Regions from separate parts of the Urocitellus parryii genome. Here region 1 is linked to region 2. The links are chromatin contacts, called in public Hi-C maps. All regions are on one chromosome and are shown on one strand. Each heading gives the region's core, a stretch centred on a gene start, on an enhancer-like site or on the middle of the called end of the contact. The rest is flanking DNA. Distances are from core to core; before and after follow the strand shown. Region 1 holds the start of Baz1a (bromodomain adjacent to zinc finger domain 1A). Region 2 holds the start of Cfl2 (cofilin 2).

What was found. Hi-C and Micro-C count contacts between places; a contact is called where the count stands out from the background.
Region 1: a Hi-C map of muscle shows a contact between it and region 2, with 3 times the contacts expected there. The contact joins the promoter of Baz1a here to the promoter of Cfl2 in region 2. A contact is called at or near these places in 2 of 2 Hi-C or Micro-C datasets (liver and muscle).

What each region holds. Positions count from the first base shown.
Region 1 is chr6:46,846,693-46,849,475 of mUroPar1.hap1, forward strand. Baz1a (bromodomain adjacent to zinc finger domain 1A) reads right to left here and starts at 1,511. Exons shown (of 27, transcript XM_077799713.1): 1 at 690-1,511; 2 at 44-214. The coding sequence starts at 156.
Region 2 is chr6:46,713,158-46,716,155 of mUroPar1.hap1, forward strand. Cfl2 (cofilin 2) reads right to left here and starts at 1,599. Exons shown (of 4, transcript XM_077799946.1): 1 at 1,465-1,599; 2 at 125-432. The coding sequence starts at 1,467.

The DNA of each region.
Region 1 (2,783 bases), core at 261-2,760, 130 kb after region 2:
CCCCTCTCACCCCCCCGCCCCGCGCGCTCCGCCCGGCCCTTACTCATAGTGGCGGAAGATCTCGTTGGTGACTTTACAGTAGAAAACTTCCTCGTCCGGCCGCAGGTCCACGGGTGGCTTCTGTCTCACAAACGGCTTTCGGTGTAGCAGCGGCATCTCCTGTCCGCCCGCGGGTTTGCCCCGACCCTCGGCCGCCCGTGTCGGCCCCTCTTCCCTATCAAAATTGGAGGGAAAGGAAAGCCGGTAAGGTGGGGAGTGCTAGCGGCGGCGTGGGGCGGTCCGCGCGCTGGGGAGAGCTCGACTGCCTTTTGTGTGACTGACGCGCCTTGGCTGTTACAGGAGCCGAGTTCTCTCCTGCCGCCACCCGGGTGTTGAGCGAGTACAGCAGCCGCCACCGCCTCAGCCCTCCAAGTGCGCCCCACCTCGGCTCGCCCGGCGGGCGGCTCACAATGGGGCCAGGCGCCCCGCGGCGGCCCCCTCCCCCTGCGCCGGCTCCCCGCCCGCCGCCGCCGCCGCCGCCGCCGCCGCCGCCGGGCTCACAACGTGCTCGGCGCGCAGCCGGCCAGCCCCACGCCGCGAGGGCGCTCGCCGCGGGCGGACCCTGGCGCCGCTCCGCTTTGTTCCCCCGCTCGCCTACACTTTCCTGCCGGCGCCGTCCGGCTTCGGAGCGACAGCAAGGAGCCCCTCACCTGCGAGCACTCCGACTGCCACTTCTCCACCTTCTCAACTGAGAAGGCAGAGAGGTCCCGACCCTCCCGGGGGGTCCCTTCTGGCCGGCCTTGCCGCACTAGTGGCCGCGGCTTCTCACACTGCCACTGCCCTGCTCCGCGCCGGGGGATCGCGTCCCACCGCCACTTCCCCGCCTCTCGGAGCTCCTGGGAAGTTTCTGATCTACTTTCGGCTCCGAAGGAGGAAGAGCTGTTGGGAGGAGCTTTTCACTTCTAGCTTCTACCTTTTTATTGGCTACTCGATGACTTTTACAGCCTGTCACTGATACAGGAAGAGACGGCGGAGAGTCTGGGAGAGCTACATTATTAATTAATGAAGCAACCCCTTGTGAAGAATCAGAAGCATCCTCCATGTTTGAGATTATCAGCCAAAAGATCTAGGGAAAGCGCCGGCGTTTATGGACACATGGCTGACAGTAAAGCCTTCATCTTCAAGTTTCTCACCAACCCTTGGCTACATGTAATTGGGATTCCACTTACGATTACGAAGAGAAATGTTTAAGAAATAAAAATGTTTTGGTGTTTGTCTTCAAAATTAGAATTCATATAAAGATAATCTTGTACGTGTAAATATGCGACTTGAACAAAACATACTTTCTCGACATCCGTTCTTTTTAATACTTAGGGCAATTCAGTCAAAGATTTAATTAGCCCAGACGGGGAAATAAGTTAGAAAATGTCATGGTGCCTATGAGACCCCGAGATATTTACAATTAAATAACACACCCTTTGAAAAGTAAAATTTACACCACTGTAAATATTTGCAAAGATTAATGCCTAATTCAACTAGAATTTTAAAGATTATGGATTTGCTACTAAAATTTTCCCTAAGCAACATTCCCATATCAGTACTTTTCACTTATGAAACCAATTTTAATGTACGTAGTATACAGGGCTTTTGAATTAAAAATAATTTTCCAAAGCAGAACTCAAGAATTTTTACTAGCTTTGTTTTAAATGATTTTATTTTGCTATTGCCCTTGCTCTTTGCTTATTTGCTAATTAAAATGTAAGAATGAGTCTAAAAGTAAGATTGAGAATGGTTATTAGACAAAAAAGATTATTTCTTCTAACTACTAATGTAGTGATGTGATAATTACAGAAAAAATACGGGATCAGCTTATATCTTCAAATTAAGTACATTCGTACTTTGGAGCAGAAAATTAAGAAATCTGTTTAAATCTAGTTATCATTTTTTAACTTTTCTCAGGCTGCTTTTACCTGCTTATACAACTAGCAAAATGGAACATACATTAATGGCACAATATTCTTTCAGTGTTTAAAAAATTATTAATACTATTTCTTAATGCATCTTACTCTGAATTATAGAAGGTACAGAAGCTTGGAAATGCTGTCACTAGCAAGTATATAAGTAGCCTCTATAAACCTTTCAAAAAAGTACAGACTAAAAAGATTTGGGTTTTAAATTGGCCTTCAACTAATATACTGACAGACAAATTAGAATTCTCTACCTAGCAAGTACTTATTGGCAAAAAATGTAGAACCCATATATGTAGCCTCAATCTTTTGAGGACAAGAAAAAAGAATAGTTTTACAAACTACTTTTTGTTTTCTTTCTGGTGCTAGTGATTGAACACCCAACACCCCAGGCATGCTAAGAATGATCTATACCACTGGCTATACTCCAAGCCCAAAACCTATATTAAAGCATCACCTTTACAACTCAAAATCTCAACTATTAAGTTAAAAATAGATGAAATTCTCTGAATACTCAAGTGTATTTTAGATCTCTCTATTGGAAATATTTTAAAAATTGTTAAAGTCTTGATAAAAAGCAGTAATATTTATTTTTATCAAGTGCAAATTTTAAACAGTTGGAACCTTATATAACAAAATTGAAATTCTGGGTTGGGGATGTAGCTCAGTGGTAGAGGATTTGCCTAGTATGTGTGAGGCACTAGATTCAATCCTTGGCACCACATAAAAGTAAATAAATAAAATAAGGTACATCTACAACTAAAAAGAACTTTTAATTGTTCGTAATTCTATTTCATTAAAACATCAAACTCAACATACTGAAATTTCAATAAAATC
Region 2 (2,998 bases), core at 349-2,848:
AAAACAAAAAAACAAAAAAAAACAATTGTTGAATCTCACTTATAAGAAGAACAAAGGCAAAACTGACTATGATAATAATTATCCTTGCATTTTAAAAGTACTTTTTTCTTTTGTTTTTACACACCAGAATATAAATACTAGGTCTTCTTTCTTAGACTCTTTTGTTTCGTATGTGGCATCGTACAAAGCATATCGGCAATCATTCAGAGGTAGCAACTTCACAAAAGATGTGTAGGGGTCCTCTACAGTATCACCAATGTCACCCACCAAGATCTGCTTTGCTTCCTCTACAATTATTTGTCTTTTGTCATCGCTTAAACAGAAGAGAACTGCTTTCTTTCTTTTTTTGATCTCCTCTTGTGTAGAAGATTTCCTTACTTTCATATCATTAAAAACTTTGATGACTTCATCATTCACTGTAACTCCAGATGCCTGAAAATAAACAAAGAATGGTAATTCAGAACAAGCATTCTGGATTTAAACAAAATTGTCTGCCTACAGAGGATTCAATTTGGTTTGGACATTAAAAATCGCACTGAAGGATGCAAGCAGTCAAAACAGATTAATTTCATTTTAAAGATTTGGTACATGATACATCTAAAGACTCAAACTCATCCTGCCCATTCATCCTTTTTAAAGGTGTCCAGGGAAAGCAAATGGAAGGTGGAGCAAAGGGGACAAATACAAGTTGTCCCATCCCTGAAATGTTTCCTATTTCACTGGGTGATGTCAGACCTTCAGGAGCAGCGGCAAAAATACCTTCTGTATTGTGTCAACTCTGCAGGCCTTTAAAAAAACACTTTTGGATTTCAGTTAATGCTTCTACTATTTTTTTTTTCTTTAAAGTCATCCTAGCCACTGTCGTTTCCTCATAAGGAAAGGGAATCAAGTGTAAACTCCAACCGCCTACGGATACAACATAATTGCCCCACAGCTCAAAGGCAGACACGTCAAAACTAAAAAGTCCAATGTAGAAGCTTTTTTACCACGAGAAAGCATTAAAAAAAAAAAACAACAGTTTTCCCACCTTTTCAGTCTTCCCTTAAGAGTTTTATTACAGGCCATCTAGACCCTGACCCGAAGCCTGCAAATCACTTACCAATTTTAGAGCGCGCGTGTTAAGAAAAATTAGGAAGCGAAGGGCAAACGCGGCACCTAGGGGGCTGGACCCTCCTGCAGCCCGGGCAGCACGGCCCCGACCCCCACCCCCACCCCCACCCCCGCGCGCACTCCCGGGCCCTCCCCGCCCCCAAGAATCCCGAGAGCAGCAGGGCTGGGCCTGACTGCGGAGGGCAGGCCGGCCGGCTGAGAGCAGCGGGGCTGCTGCGGGGCTACAGCGCGGGAGCGCCCACCTCGGAAGCCAAAAACTGGTTAAAATGGCGGCCCCATTCCCCGGGTCGTGCGGGGCCGCTCTGGGGGCTTCCTTGCTGCGCCCCCGTCTCCCGGCCGGCGCGCCCGCCTTACCATAGTGCCCGCGGCTGTGACTGCGGCAGCTGCTCCGGCTCCGTGGATCTGGGAGGAGGAGAAGGAGGGGCAGGCGGGCAGGCAGGCGGCTGCGAGTGCGGGGCACGCCGGGAGCTGCAGCCCCGGGGAGGCGGCGGGGCTGGCGGGCCGCAGGAGGCGGGCGGGGCGGTCACGTGGGCACGCCCCGTCCCCCGCCGGCGCCGCCCCGCTCCCAGGCCCTTCCGCCTCGCAGCCTGGGGGCCCCCAGCCCGCCCGCGTCCTCCGTCTGACCCCGGAGCGCGAACCCGGCAGGCCCGGGCCGCTGCGGGGCGGTGACGCGAGCCCAGGGGCCTGGCAGAGTCGCCTTCAGCCATCGGGCACCGCCCATCGGCCGGCTGGAGAAAGCGCCCGACTCCCAGAGGGGCGTTTCCACCCTGCCTCCGCGGGGCGCTGCTGCTGGGGTCGTGTGTGTGTGTGTGTGTGTGTGTGGCCTCCGCGGGGCGCTGCTGCTGGGGTCGTGTGTGTGTGTGTGTGTGTGTGTGTGTGTGTGTGTGTGTGTGTGTGTCGCTGCTGCTGGGGTCGTGTGTGTGTGTGTGTGTGTGTGTGTGTGTGTGTGTGTGAAGAACTGCCCGCGGAGGTGTCTTTCGTTCCTTCGCCCTTGGTTTCCACCCCAACGGGCCGAATCTCAACGTTTCGAGTCTTTTGGGAACCCTACCAAATTTGTGTGAACTGTTTATAACCCTTTCCTTACTAAATGAGAATAAACACTAAAAGGGGTTACTCCCACTTGATTGACGTACTCTGCAAAAACCAGATAATAGACACCCGCGAAAAATAACTTCAAAATTCTGTAGTCGAAATAACAATGATAGGTAGCAGCATTCCTTGGTGATTTCCTTTTCTGTATTAGACTCCTAGGAAGCGGGTTGTACTCGCTGTTAGGAGTGTTCTGATGCCTCAGTTTATGACGGCTGACATTAGATAAATGAACCCAGGAGTGGAGATTCCTCCCTCTTGGCAATCAGAATCCCTTCTAGCAAAGCCTGCCCGGCTGAGACGAGACGGCTTCTCAAATACATCTTATTTATCATAGAAAAGTTTTCACTTTATATCTTGAGGAAATTTTCATAAAATTTAACACTTTATGAATTTATAATGAACGCGTTACAAATTAAACACTATGTTTAACGATTATAATGAAAAGCAGGTGCTACCTTTTCTCCTAAATCTTTACCATTTTTGCCTCACTTTATTTGTAAAATTGGTAGATTGAATTTAAAACTCTAATCAACAGTTAAATGTATTTTGTAAAAACGTTCTGTACTAAAAATGTAGAATTGTCATTGTTTGAGTTATTAAATTGAATAACTCAGGTGAATCTTGAAGCAAACCATGTGTAAGCCAGAACTTTGAGGGGGCAGATTTGGGAGAGTTGAATGGTTGAATGCTACTCATGGTACTGCCCCATCTCTTATCCCCTCCAAACCTCACATTCTTTTTTTTTTTTAAGAGGGGGGGGGACACAGAGAGAGAGAGGAGAGAGAGAGAGAGAGAG